Regions from separate parts of the Mus musculus genome. Here regions 1, 2, 4 and 5 are each linked to region 3. Evidence: chromatin contacts called from public promoter capture Hi-C data. All regions are on one chromosome and are shown on one strand. Each heading gives the region's core, a stretch centred on a gene start, on an enhancer-like site or on the middle of the called end of the contact. The rest is flanking DNA. Distances are from core to core; before and after follow the strand shown.

Region 1 (2,700 bases), core at 142-2,641, 1.5 Mb after region 3:
CGAGATAGAGAGCTCCAGAGGGTGGTGGCTTTGAATACCCCAGAGGCCAGAGAGGTTGTGACAGAGAGCTAAGCCAGGAACTAGGGCCTTTGGGCCAGAAGCAGATGGCAGCGCCATCTACCAGTAAGCATGGTCTTGGCTTTGACTTGAACCGTGGAGGAAGCTCCTGGAAGCATCCAGTGCCAGAGAAGTGCCTGGCGTTGTGGCAGAAACCCCAAGGCCTTTAGCCCCACAGGCTTTGTGGCTTTTGTGGGTAGCAAAGACACCCACAGAGGGACCATGCCATGGGAGGGGGATGATGGCAGTGCTGGAATGGCCTCTGAGCCAGCTGCTCTTACAGACTAGGCTGGGCTGGGTCCTTGCTCCCCTTCCCCAGGAAAGTGCACCCTTCGCCGTTATTGGCAGCAACACTGTGGTGGAGGCCAAGGGGCAGCGGGTCCGGGGGCGACTGTACCCCTGGGGGATCGTCGAAGGTGAGATGAGGCAGGAGGCTGGGTGAGGGGTGGGTGGCTCCCCTAGACTGACACCGACTCATCGTCGATCCTGCCCACAGTGGAGAATCAGGCGCACTGCGACTTTGTGAAGCTCCGCAACATGCTCATCCGCACTCACATGCACGACCTCAAAGATGTGACGTGCGACGTGCACTATGAGAACTACCGTGCCCACTGCATCCAGCAGATGACCAGGTGGGCCACCCGCACCAGTAGCAGGCCAGGCGGCTCCCACCCTCCTAACCCGAACCTCCCAACAAGCACAGCCCTCTCATTCCACAGCAAACTCACCCAGGACAGCCGCATGGAGAGCCCCATTCCTATCCTCCCACTACCCACACCGGATGCGGAGACCGAGAAGCTCATCAGGATGAAGGATGAAGAGGTGGGTGGATATCAGGAGTAGGGCCGAGATTGTGAACAGGGTAGGGAGGAGAAGCAGAGGGCAGAGCTACAGCTCTCCTGCCTTTTCTCACTCTGACTTGGGTCGCCCCCACCACCAGCTAAGGCGCATGCAGGAGATGTTGCAGAAGATGAAGCAGCAAATGCAAGACCAGTGACACCCGCCCCAGCCCCACGTCGTCGACAAGGATAGACGGCCGGTTTCCGGGCTGGCCCCTCCTACCCCTGGATCCCAGACTGTCCTGGATTCCACCCTGGGTTCATCTGGATCTCAGAAGGCCTGGACCTCACCCTAATCCAAAGTGGCTTTGACCAGACTGTTCAGACCTGGAGCCACAGAGCCACAGCCCCCAGATGACCCTAATTTATTCTCGGCGTCCACCCTTCCCGGTCATTTGTATCTGCTTCCGAGTGCTCTGAATCACAGCCCCTCCCCAACCTCCTGCCCCCGCCCCACCCCGCACCTCCCCGCCTATCATAAGGGAACAAGATGTGCACAACCTCCAAGATCTCCCTTCCTAGAAGATCACTGCCCCCCAGCGGGCCAATAAACCAGGGTAGAGGAGGGACGTGGATGCAGGATCTTGGGCCTATTACCCAAGCTAGTGCTGCAGAGTGGAGTTGGGAGGCCCCCCTCTGCCGATTCCAGTGGGCTACGAAGCATTTGCTAATGGCCTACTGAGCGCGGAAGTAGGCCGGTTCCTCCCTTACTCCCTAATCATGCTCTGTTCAGGATCGGAGGCGGCGGGGTTTGGAGGCTAAGGCCTTTAGGAAGACCCCAGATCTAGAGGCTTCTGGGAGGAAGGCGGGGCCGCGATGCTCTAGACCGCTCGCGCCCCTTCCTGAGTCTACCTGAAGGACTCCAAGGGCGGTAGAGACGGGGTGTCCCTATGCCTAGACTACTTTCGTCCACCCATAGGTCAAGGTCTTTTCTTCCCAGCAACTCTGTTGCACAAGGATTCCAGCCCTTGGCCTCCTCCATATCTCCACCCGCATGATTCCTCCCCACACACCCCATGCTCCGTTTTGTTCAGTTGTGAATGCCGCGTCCTGTCCTGGTGACAGGAGAACAAAGTTGGTGAACGTCGCACCGAGTGTCCGAGTGTTCCATGAGCCCCTGGGAGCGGGCGGGGGGACGGAAGCCCGGGCTGCCTGCGGCCCCAGGCGATAGTACCCTATCTGCCTTCGCAACGCCCTTGCGCGCCGGCTCGGAGTTATTTCTGGCCAGGCGGCAGAATTGTGGTCTGTTGCTGTAGACTCAGGCAGGCTCTCGGGCCAACGCCTCTCCAGAACGAAGTAGGCCACCATCCTCTCGCCATGGGCTCCCGTGAGTTCTGGGGTCGGGTCTGCAGCTTTCTAGGAAGAGCCACGGTCAGGAGGTGTTCTAGTTTGGGCATCAATAGGCAAAGTCTTGGATCAGAGGTGGATGGAAACTCGAGCCAGCGCCCAGAGTGGCCGGGGTGGAGGGACCTGCGGACTCGTGGGATGCTGGTCCTAGGAGCTGGCGGGAGCAGCGCCGACGGTCCCAAGGATGCTCCCGCCTCATCCTAGTGCTTCTCTTTCAGGGCCCCGTGGGGCGCTGAGCCTGCTGCTTCTGTTGCTAGCGCTGCTCAGCCGCCCAGCCTCTGGCTGCCCCGCGCCATGCAGCTGCGCAGGGACGCTCGTGGACTGTGGGCGCCGCGGGCTGACCTGGGCGTCGCTGCCGGCTGCCTTCCCTCCCGACACCACCGAATTGGTGCTGACCGGCAACAACCTGACGGCGCTGCCGCCCGGGCTTCTGGACGCGTTGCCTGCTCTGCGCGCA
Region 2 (2,700 bases), core at 195-2,694, 1.8 Mb after region 3:
CTGTTTCTGAAGCAAACTTAACCTCAGAACACAGGGACCAACTTCAACATCCTGGTATATCCTCAAGATCCTGAGACACTCCCCAAAGCAGGCAACACTTGCTCTGGATAGACTACCCGGGTCCTGGACCAAAAGAGAGGTAGAAGGACTGGGGATCCCAGTGTGGAATTACAGGCACTCAATGCATAGCTGGTCCTACTTAGGGAAAAGATATTCCCAAAGACAATTTGGGTATGGCTCCATCCCTTAGCTTTATAAAAGTAAGCATGTGTTTTGCATTTCGGATTGTTAGCCCACATTAAGAGTCTAGCCTAAGAGTTAACACAAACAGAAGCATTTTCTTTCTTTTCCATCATTTCTAAATGTCTGAATCCTCAGAGACAGTCCCCTAGTACCTTAGACACTGATACCTGACACTGAAACAAATAGTTAAATATTGAATATAAGTAGCATTTAATTATTTAAAAATTAAAAGGGGAAAGCCATGGTATCCAGGCCTCCTGAAGCAGAGCAACTCCAGACTTGCATATTCTCCAGGGCTGGTGTCCCACTGAGGAATGTAGGGGTATCTAGGGAGGAGATTCAAGCAGGGACACCAGACAAGGGATTCCCAGCAGCGCCTCCTCTCTCTTTTGTGAGGCCTTAGGAGCATCGTCGCTGCGTAGGGACATTCCCTTGGCATCGCCAAGACCCTGCGCTCACCAACAGCCGTACCACCCCGGGAAGTTCCCCAGCCTCGCCGCCCGAGTCCTGGTAAAGTTTCCATAGCCGTCGGGTCCCTGCTTGCAGGCTCTGCAGTGGCTCGCGGAGGGCAAAGCTGTGGGAGCTGGGTCCAGTTCATCCCGGAGGCTGAACAGCCCGGAGGCTGAAGCCGGCGCCGTAGCCAGGTTGGACAGAGCCCTGAGGTCATGCACAAAGGGACCCGCCCCCAACCACCCGGGTCTCTGGGGACCCGTCGTGTGCTAGAGCGCGGGTGAGCAGAAGAACCAGCTTCCGAGCCCCACCCAGACCTAAAGTCCGAGCCCAGGACCCTGTCCCTATCTTAGTCCGCATCTCAGTCTAGACACTATACCAGCTCGCTCCCCCAGGACCTACCCCTAATCCTGGCCGGGGCCCGAGTGTCCAGCCCCAGGCCCACAGCCGGACCCCGCCCACCCGGCCGAGCTCACCTGGCGCGCGGCGTGGGCGGCTCCGCAGCGCGGCCTCCGCCCCCAAGACAGGCGTCCCCAGGTCCCCCGGTGCGCGGGGAGCGGCCTCTCCAGCGCCCAGCACCGAAAGTGGCTCCCGGGGCCACAACTTGTGCTTGTGAGGAGGTGAGGGGGGGAACACTCCTCCTCCCCTACTGGAGCAGCCAGCAAGCAGGCTAGCCCTCCTACCCCTCCCGCTGCCCGTGCGCAAAGCGGACCTGGCCGGAGACGAGGCCTCCGCCCCGCCCCATCCAACTGCGAATTTTCCCATTGGTAGAGAGACGCGCCCCGCAACCCGCACCGATTGGATGGATGTGCAGAGATTGCGGCTTGCTGTTGGGTTCCTGGTATTGTCAGTCTTAGCCCAGGTCGGCCCCCTAGCAGAGCAGGCCCTGACACCTGCCCGGAATGCTGTGGCTGCAGCAGCTGCAGGAGGCTCGGAGTTGCCCCCTCCCGGCCATCTTCAGAGGAGTTCTGGGGATAGTAGGCCCTGAGCTGGAACTTGCAGGGCAGGCGGTCACTCCCGGATTCCAGCAGCGTTGTCTCCATCTCCACCCCAAGTTCCCAGGTATCCTGCTGTTAACCGGACATTGAGCGTCGATTCCTTTCTATTGGCATAGAATGGTATTTATCTTACACTCCGCAAGTGTAAAGATAAATCCCATTTTACAGATAGAAAATTGAGGCTTTAGGCAACCAGGGCGTGAACCCAGTCGTTGGACTTCCAGCCTTGGGGGCTCTCTCACTGTCCCCATAACCCCTGCAGCAAGGACGAACAAGGTCAGCTAGGCTGGTACAAAGTGGGGATGGTTGCAGTGATTTTGAGGGCAAAAGCAGACTCTAGAAAAACTAGAGCTTTTTTTCTTCTATGAAGCCTGTATTTACAGAGCCTTTGGGCACTCCCTACAGCTGCATGAGACTGCTCTTTCCCCGGGGCAATGAAAAGCGTCCTCTTCCCGGGAAAGGGGAATTATGTGTTTATCTCTTCCCCACTACACCCTGGTGTCCCGATTTCCTCTGCCCTGCTTTGAGTCTTGGAGAAATATCAAGGAGCTTTATCCACTGCCTGAAAAGATAAACACATATTTCCCTACTAGGTAAAGCACACCAAACACATCTCTGCAGTGACATAAGGCAGTGGAGGGGACCCACGGGGGATGCTGTAACATAAACAGGAGATGGAAGTGCAGACTGTGGAAATGAATCTGGCCTGTGCTTGCTCAGAAGCCTCTTATCCTGAGTGCACTGGAAATGAGCAACTCTTCTGGGCTGTCGGTGTTTCCCAAGGCCCCTTACAGATAGTGCTAATGGAGGCCAGGGTGTGTGTGTGTGTGTGCGTTTGTGTGTGTAGGGGGTCTACCCAGATGGTCATATTTCACCCACCTATGCTGAGTCCAGTGTGCTCACCCAATAAGGGTTGCTTGGTGAAGACAAAGAAAGTAAATGCCTGGAGCAGGAGCTCACTTCTGGGTCGCCTACAATACAAATTGATACCAGGAGCTTTTCAGAGTCA
Region 3 (2,700 bases), core at 55-2,554:
AAACGCTCATCTTTTCACTCTGTCTACTTCCATTTGCAAGGAGTCAATCCAGGCTACCGCAGAAGGCTGCATCCTGACTCCTCAGCACCCCCCCCACACACACACACACACACTTTTGACTTCTCCGGTGTAGTGGTGGGATTGTGCCACTACCTTCTCAAAACCTTTCTACGAGCTTCCTATAAAAAGTAAGTCTGCCAGATGTGGTGGTGGTGGAACCACACCCTTAATCCCAGCACTGGGAAAGCAGAGGCTGGTAGATCTGAGTTCGAGGCCAGCCTGGTCTACAGAGAGGACTGAGGTTCTGAGACAGGTCTATGTATGTATATGAAAGAGACCCCCGTCTAAAACGAACCACAGTTAAGGCACCAACCCCTCATCGGTTGTTTTGGTCCTACCTTTAAGGCAGACTACACAAATATACACACCCATAGTAATTACTTCTGGACACTAGAATTTCTTCTTTGTCCTTGTCTAAATTTTAAAAATATTCTCGGATGAGTACTTGCTACTTATTAATGGCAACGATACTGCTGAATAAATGTGTATTACCTTCTAGTTTATGTTATGGAATTTTAAAAGTGGGTTGTTTCTGCAATTAGGTATGTGCCTAGACAAAAATACTAGCAATATCAAAACTAGTAAGATGTTAGTGAGCTGCAGAATTATAGGACACAGTATTTTTTGTTTAACATAAATACTTGCATAATGGAGATGAGCTCTAAGCCTTATTGTCTTCTGCATAAGCACACCGAGCCGTGTTTCTGGTCAAGTCCTCACTTTCCGAAGCTTCCATAGGACACAGCACCGTCCTACGCTCTCGTGCAGACTTCTCGCAACCTTCCTAAGCCGCCGCAGATTTCTTTGGGCAAATCCAAACTTGCCGAGGCGACCTCGTCTCGGGACCACCCGCGGGTCACCGCGCAAGCTCAGCCGCCTCGGCTGCAAAGCGACCCGTCTGAGGCTGCGCGGCGAGAAGAACCCTCCCCACGCCGGACCTGGCTCTCCGCGGACCCAGGCGCCCACCCGTCCGCGCCGCTGAGCTGTCCGCGCGGCCGCGGTGGGGGAGGGGTGCACGTGCCCGCGCCAGACAATGCCCCGCACAAGACGCGCGCCCGCACCGACACTCACCCTTCCTGCGCGCCCAGCTGCAGCGCCGCCCTGCCGGGACCCGGAACCCCCACGCGGAGAGAAAGAGCGAAAGGTCTCCTCCCGTGGAACCGCCGTGCGAGGCCCGGGACGCGCCCGCGCGGAAGCTCACGACAGAGCAGCCCGCCCGCCGTCAGGCTCCGCCCCGCACGTCACCTCGAGGGCGGGGCGGCGCGGGCGCGCGCGGTGGGGGCGGGGTCGGGGCGGCGTGGCCGCGGGGGGCTAAAGCTGCTCCTGAACTCTGCGTCGCACCTTCAGGTTGACCGCTTGAGCCGGCCAACCGTTGTCTTCCTGCTGAAAGTTTGAGAGAATGCTGGTTCTCTTGTAGTCATGGCAATAGTAACTATGGTGACCGCACTGCTGAGCGTACCATCTTGCGTCACTGTGTTTAGTGATAGAGGTGTATATAGCAGCCGTAACCTAGTATCTAGTATCGCGGGGTAATACTTGTAGTCTGGAGACTGAGGCAGGAGCATCACAAGTACAAAACCTGTCTAGTTACATAGTGAATTCAAGGCCCTGTCTCAAAGTAAAAGTTATTGGTAGAGTGCTTGCTTAGAGCAATGCTGTGGGTCCAACCTCCAGCACCATAAATATATATATTAAACAAGCAAACAAAAAAAAAAAAAGAAAGAAAGAAAGAAAGAAAGAAAGGAAGGAAGAAAGAAAGACGTGGTGGCGCACGCCTTTAATCCCAGCACTTGGGAGGCAGAGGCAGGCGGATTTCTGAGTTCGAGGCCAGCCTGGTCTAAAAAGTGAGCTCCAGGACAGCCAGGGCTATACAGAGAAACCCTGTCTCGAGAAACCCTGTCTCGAAAAACCAAAAAGAGAGAGAGAGAGAGAGAGAGAGAGAGAGAGAGAGAGAGAGAGAGAGAATGAAGGAAGCAAAGACAGGAAGAAGGCATTAATCATTGTGAACCCATTTTAGTAGATGTAGCACCTGAGTGAGGTGTAGTGGTCCCCCCTCCCCCCTCTGGTCCCAGATACTTTGTAGACTGAAAGAAAGGGTGAAGGTTTGAAAACGTTGAAAACTTTTTTGTTTGTTTTGTTTTTTGAGACACTGTTTCTCTGTAGAAACATTTACTTTTGTAGATTTACTTAATGTAGATGCAGCTAATGAATGACAATCCATTAAGCCTCGGTTTTCCCTTTAAAATCGCTTGAAACCAGCTTTCTTCCATGATACTACACACCAAGACTTCCTATTACTTCTTCAGGACTACAGCATCCAGGCTGACCTTGGAGCTGCCTCAGACTTTTTCAGCTCTTGCTCATATTGTACAGCTTGTACATACTTACCACACAAGCTGAGTAGTGAGGTTTTTTTTTTTTTTTTAAGATTTATTTACTATTATACATAAGTACACTGTAGCTGACTTCAGACGCACCAGAAGAGGGCGTCAGATCTCATTACTGGTGGTTGTGAACCACCATGTGGTTGTTGGGATTTGAACTCAGGACCTTTGGAAGAGCAGTCAGTGCTCTTACCTGCTGAGCCATCTCACCAGCCCGAGTAGTGAGTTTTATTATATTTTATGTACATATTGTCAA
Region 4 (2,700 bases), core at 150-2,649, 1.9 Mb after region 3:
GCTGCCTTGGTACCCTACATATAACATGAGAGTAGACTTAATCCCAAAGGAACTCTGCAGTGGGGGAGCTGTGAGTCGTGGAGCCTCCTGTGGGCCCTAGAGGCCCTAGAGGTTCTGAGCGTTCTATGTTAGGGGCTGTAGGACAAGATTAAAGTCGGGCGAATTTAACTGAACTGTGTGCCTAATGCAGAGGGCCAGCTGGATACTTACTTACCTGAGAGCGGAAAGGAGTTTGTATCCACTCTGCTCTCCACTGTGAGGTCACATCACTGCTATCTTACCAACGCTGGAAGACCCTGAGCTACGTCTTCTGGCATGGAATGACCAACAGGACAGAAATCTGAGAGAAAATCTATCACTGTTTATGCTGTTGAAAAGCTGTTTCTACATTAAGGCACTCGACCCTGAGCTGTGGGCGAGCCAAGGAGTCCCAGGCCTACAAGCAGTGTTGTAGGGAGGAGGTGGCTGAAGGACTCTGGGTTATGGCTCTACAGAAGGAGATAGCAACAACCAAGGGAAGAAGGCTCCCACTATCTTGGTCTGGGGAGGGGTGGACGATGGAGAAGAGCCTCCGGACTGGGGGCGGCTCTGGGGGAATCGTCAGCCAGCACCCTGTTCAGGCCCTGAATAAGCTTCCAAAGTAAATGTTGCTGCCTTGTGGAGTGGCTAAGGCAAGCAGTGGGGTTTGACCATGTTCTTACTCAAAACATTAAAACTGATCTGCTAGGGGAAGCCAATGCAGATGCCTGCAGCATCCTTGGAGGGCCGGTCCACCTTAAACAGCTGCGTCCTGGCGCGGGCAGGTGGGCTTGCTCGCGGGTGGGTGGTGAGCATGCGCAGCCTTTCTAGTCAAGGCCAGAGCAGGGTTCAGTCACTTTCCCTAGGACACCAGCTTTCCGAAGGCGTTCCTAGGTCTCTTACACACGGCCTCAATCAAGCCTGCGGCCTGAGCCAGGACACAGAGGAACTCGGTGACCTAACTCTTAGTGTGTGGAGGGCTGAGAACTGGCTAAGGTTTGGATAGCCATGATACCCCTACCTTGTCATAGAAATCTCGCTCACACCCCAGTGACTGCCAGGGGACCTTCAGCCTGTCCCGGGACTGTGATTGGAGAGCATGTAGGCCCAAGAGAGCTCCCGGGTTAGGGCCTGCGGTAGCAAGGAAAAAAAAAAAAAGGAAAGAAAGGAAGAGACAGACAAGAAAGAGAAAAAGAACATGCTTTCCGTTGTCCTGTCGGTCCAGATGGGCGCTGCGCGTGCGTGGGGTGTCGGGCTACCCCGCAAAAGAGGAGTTGGCCGCCCGGCGCTCCACCCTCAGCCCGCCCCCGCCGCGGCCCTGCCGCCGGGTCCACCTTAAGGGGCGCGCTGACATCAGCGCGCCGCCGCCGCCCGTGGGGTGGGATTTCCTCCACTGCCGCTGCGGCGGATCCTGCGCCGCGTCCAGCCCGCGCGCCCGACCCCGGCCCGACCCGGCCGGCCCCGCCCGCCCGGCCCGGGGAGGGATGCGGCGGCGCGGCGCCCAGGATGCCCCGCAGCCCCGGGACGCGCCTCAAACCCGCCAAGTACATCCCGGTGGCCACGGCCGCCGCGCTGTTGGTTGGTTCCAGCACACTCTTCTTCGTATTCACGTGAGTCGGCGCCGGGTCCAGAGCCTGGTAGCAGCGGGTGGGGGTAGGGAGGTTGGGGGTGGGAGCCGAAGGGGCGCACGTGCCCCACGGGGGCGGCGGTGGGCTGGGCGGATTAGCAGGTTGCGGCGAGGGGCTGCGTCCCCGGAGCACGGACAGGTGAATGCCTGCCTCTGAGCGTTCTAGCAGGCCCTGGGTGTGGTTGCAGCCTTTCATTCCCTCGGGGCTTTGAAGGGGGACGCGTGTCACCTACAGACACCAACCTTCCTAGGGGGAGGGGGGGAGTAGGAGCTGTGAGCCCCCTCGTCGCGGCCAGCATGTAAAATCAACTTATTTCTGTGTTTCTCAGCGTAGGTGTGGCCTGCCCCACAGCCGTGACTGGCCACTACAGCCTACTCAAGGCCCTCAGCCCTCCCTGAACACAACACTGAGAGGCTTCTATCCTACACTTCTAAGTCTGGAGCACAAAAGACCTCAGAGGCTAGGCTGCCAGTCGTGGGGAGGGAGCACTCTTTGCCAGCCTGGCACTAGGCAGCCTCAATTTCTTACCCCGGGCTGGCTCATAGGTCATGGGGTTCTGAATCTCGGACCACTCGTTTCTTTCTACAATTCCAAAGCCTTGACACAACTCAGGTGACCAAAGGGATGGCCATTTGTTTCCAGGTGTGACAGCCCCAGGTGTAAGTGAGCCTGAGCCACCCTTTCCACTTTGTAGAAACATATAGCAGCCTTTGTAGGAGTCTGAATTCAGTGCCTGTTGTGGGAGGAGAGTCCTTACCTGGAGGCTGGGGTTGGGTATGTGCCACTGGCTGCAAAGAGCAAGTTTAAAAAAGGCCTGTGTGGACGGGCTTATTTCTGGCTCCAGGGAAAGTCTGTGTTCTTGTCACTCAGATGTTGTGGATTGTGGACTAAGGAAGGGCTTGGGGAGCTAAGACTGGAGGGGACATATCTTGGAAAATTCGGTCTTCCAGAGGTCTTGAGTGGGGTTCTGTTTCAGTGCAGAGAGGGTGTCACAGGGACATTTCGATGTCTTTTAACATAACTCTAAAATTAAGACATGCAATATGGGAATCAA
Region 5 (2,700 bases), core at 88-2,587, 1.3 Mb before region 3:
TGTCTCAAAATAGAGGGGTGGGAGAGATGGCTCAGCGATTAAAAAGGTATACTGCTCTTATATAGGGCCAGAGTTTGGTTCCCAGCACCAACACGGGGTAGCTCACAACAGCTCGTAACTCCAGCTCTAGGGCCTTACTTCTCCTATCCCAATGGCTAAAATGTTTATGGACTAGTGGGGATAACACTAAGAGTCACTAAGAAACCCCCAAATTCTGGAAGACAGAATGCACTCAACGACTGCCAACAGTCCAATTACAAAAGAAACATATAAAGAAAAAAAAATCAGCACCTTATTCTGTTAGAGGTCTGTAAAGAATTTTCTCACATAACTCAGTCACTTCCCGCATACAAGGCTCAACAGTTCAAACAAAACTGCTCCATTTATCTTTATTGTGTATTCTACAGACCAGGTCAGCTAGTGCTAGAGGAGTCAATACTTTTCTGCTTAGATGTCAACGTGAGCAAACCCATGACTTAAACACATGTGGGTTCCCCCATCCTCAATCTATATTGGAAGCACTTCAAACACAGAAGTGTAACATAAACCCACACACAACGATGTGCAATTTTCTCCCAAACAGAGACACCTGGAACAGAGTTAGCGGCACTAGCCAACATCTGTGCTTACGTTACTTGGGCTTTTTGGGGGGGGTTAGGGGGTGGGGTGTCCAGTAGAGTGGGCAGTACAGTAACAAGCATTCTGGCAAATAGAGCCCCGCCTACTTATGAGAAGGCTCCAGCAGCTACTCCGGATAAGCCAGTACAATCCTTCCATTGAAACATGTCCACTTAGTACACCCAAACTCTGGATTGCCGCGTGCCTCTGTCCCCCGAGTGCCACACCTAGACAACAAGCCAAGGCACAGGGGTGCCCCCCACCTTGCGGCCCTCGGATTGGGGCACACCTGGCAGGAGGCGAGGAGGAAGCGGCAGCACGGGCTGCACGTCAGTCGGACCGGGTGAGAACCTCCACGCCGTGCGGCGGGCGTGGGAGGGACAGCACCCACCTCCCGGCCGCAGTCCGGGCGTGAGCGCGCCAGTCCGGTATCCCCGCAGGCGGCCGGACCCGGGTGGAAACTGCTAACCTAGTGCGAAGTCAGACTCCTGAGCCAGCCCGCGGTGGCCACAGGGTCTGCGGGAGCCACTGGGGCGCAGCTCCGTCTGCGCACCCCTGCCGCGCCGGCCCGCACCCGCCGCCCCGCCCCACCCGTTCGGAATACGTGTTACCTGAGCCGGCGTCTGCCTTGACGGGACCCCAGCACACGTGACCCCGCGGAGGCCAGCCCACGCACGCGCAGTCTCGGCAGCTGGCGGGCGCGCTTCCGCTCTCTTCCCCAGAGACGCCCTGCACTGGGCGGTGCGAGCCTCTGCGTCACGCCCTCCTTAAAGGGAGACTCTGTCCGGCCTCCAGGGACGCTCAAGGAGCCCTGGCATCTGAGCCGGAGGAGTCTAGCAAATAGAGGTCCTCAGATTAAAAGGAACGTCCCTTTCAATCAGCTCACCTGAACTTCCATAAACTCACCCCAAAACGAGGTGTCAAGGATCGTCCAGCCATCAGGCGCGCAGGAGCCTGAGGCAGAAGGAGCATATTGAGTTCAAACTAGTCTGGGATACCGACACAGACCTGTCTCAGATTCGACAAATAGATAAATGGATGGATGGATACACAGTGCAGGGTTAGGAGTGGATATGGAATTCGTTTCGTTGGATTTGGTAGTGTCCACTAATTCGTTTTCTTTTGAAAGGTGAACACAGAATTGCTGGGTTTTGGTGGGTAATTTTGGGGGGAAGGGGAAACATTGTTTTTGCAAATAAGGATGGATACTGAAAACTTCTTTTCCAAATTATCATTTTTAGTTGTCATTGTTCCATCAAAAAATAATAGAGTGGGTCACATTATTAAATAGAGAAGGCATCTTTTTTTTCCCTAATATGCTACTGGAAAAAGCTATTTCAGGATAGTTTGGCGTTTACAATTGCCACTATATGGTATCATTAACCCAAGGAGGCAGATAACATAGTTGTTGGACTTGTCTGTGAGGGAGAAATGAGGAGGGAGAGTGTGGGAAGATACCTCAGGAGGAGTTACATTGAGTATCAACCAGGCTCACTGTAGGTCTGTCCTGTAAGTACATTAGGACTGTCAGTAAAGGCCAGCTGATCACAGTGACATAAAGAAACTATAGGGCTGTCATTTTTAGGGTCACGGATGAAGGAAAATAATCAACACCTTAGCTAAAAAAAAGGGGGGGGAGCAGGGAGTGAGGAGACTTCTGTAGGCAGGAGCCAGAGAGACTGCCTAACTGAGGGAACAGTGGGATTAGTTACAAGCCAAGGTGAGTTTAGGGACAAGTTGCTAGCCTGATGTGGCTAGGGTACAGGCAGTGGCTTCCAAACATCTTTAATAATCACTCACAGAAACACATTTCAGCCATGACTCTGTGTGTGTGAGTGTGTGTGTATGAGACACACACACACAGAGAAAGAGAGAGAGAGAGAGAGAGAGAGAGAGAGAGAGAGAGAGAGAGAGAGAGAGACCCGTCTAAAGTAGGTTAGACAGAATGGTGACACCAGAACCCTGAGCCCTGAGTGACAGAGAATTGTTAAAGTTCTGGGAAGAACGGAATTCAGCTGACACATTGGGGAATGGGGCTATAGGACATGAAAAATGGGAAGATTGTTAATTGACATTTTCAAA

What was found. Promoter capture Hi-C pulls out the DNA fragments that hold promoters and counts their contacts.
Region 1: a promoter capture Hi-C map of hippocampal neurons shows a contact between it and region 3, with 2.9 times the contacts expected there. The contact joins the promoter of Gp1bb here to the promoter of Yeats2 in region 3. A contact is called at or near these places in 3 of 39 promoter capture datasets (3T3-L1-derived adipocytes, cranial neural crest and hippocampal neurons) and 1 of 115 datasets of contacts at active chromatin or transcription factors (astrocytes).
Region 2: a promoter capture Hi-C map of pre-B cells shows a contact between it and region 3, with 4 times the contacts expected there. The contact joins the promoter of Arvcf here to the promoter of Yeats2 in region 3. A contact is called at or near these places in 2 of 39 promoter capture datasets (cranial neural crest and pre-B cells).
Region 4: a promoter capture Hi-C map of pre-B cells shows a contact between it and region 3, with 3 times the contacts expected there. The contact joins the promoter of Zdhhc8 here to the promoter of Yeats2 in region 3. A contact is called at or near these places in 3 of 39 promoter capture datasets (the C10 cell line, cranial neural crest and pre-B cells) and 1 of 115 datasets of contacts at active chromatin or transcription factors (astrocytes).
Region 5: a contact with region 3 is called in a promoter capture Hi-C map of pre-B cells, with 5 times the contacts expected there. The contact joins the promoter of Vps8 here to the promoter of Yeats2 in region 3. A contact is called at or near these places in 3 of 39 promoter capture datasets (the 3T3-L1 cell line, liver and pre-B cells).

What each region holds. Positions count from the first base shown.
Region 1 is chr16:18,621,094-18,623,793 of GRCm38.p6, reverse strand. Gp1bb (glycoprotein Ib, beta polypeptide) reads left to right here and starts at 1,391. Exons shown (of 2, transcript NM_010327.2): 1 at 1,391-2,223; 2 at 2,462-2,700. The coding sequence starts at 2,214. It overlaps Septin5 (septin 5), which reads left to right. Exons shown (of 12, transcript NM_213614.2): 9 at 377-473; 10 at 554-689; 11 at 777-879; 12 at 998-1,983. The coding sequence ends at 1,054.
Region 2 is chr16:18,346,926-18,349,625 of GRCm38.p6, reverse strand. It overlaps Arvcf (armadillo repeat gene deleted in velocardiofacial syndrome), which reads right to left and starts at 1,444. Exons shown (of 18, transcript NM_001272029.1): 1 at 1,170-1,444. It also overlaps a transcript of Tango2 not described here.
Region 3 is chr16:20,139,667-20,142,366 of GRCm38.p6, reverse strand. Yeats2 (YEATS domain containing 2) reads right to left here and starts at 1,304. Exons shown (of 31, transcript NM_001145930.1): 1 at 1,132-1,304.
Region 4 is chr16:18,233,835-18,236,534 of GRCm38.p6, reverse strand. It overlaps Zdhhc8 (zinc finger, DHHC domain containing 8), which reads left to right and starts at 1,399. Exons shown (of 11, transcript NM_172151.4): 1 at 1,399-1,628. The coding sequence starts at 1,525.
Region 5 is chr16:21,421,755-21,424,454 of GRCm38.p6, reverse strand. It overlaps Vps8 (VPS8 CORVET complex subunit), which reads right to left and starts at 1,337. Exons shown (of 47, transcript NM_001285893.1): 1 at 1,230-1,337.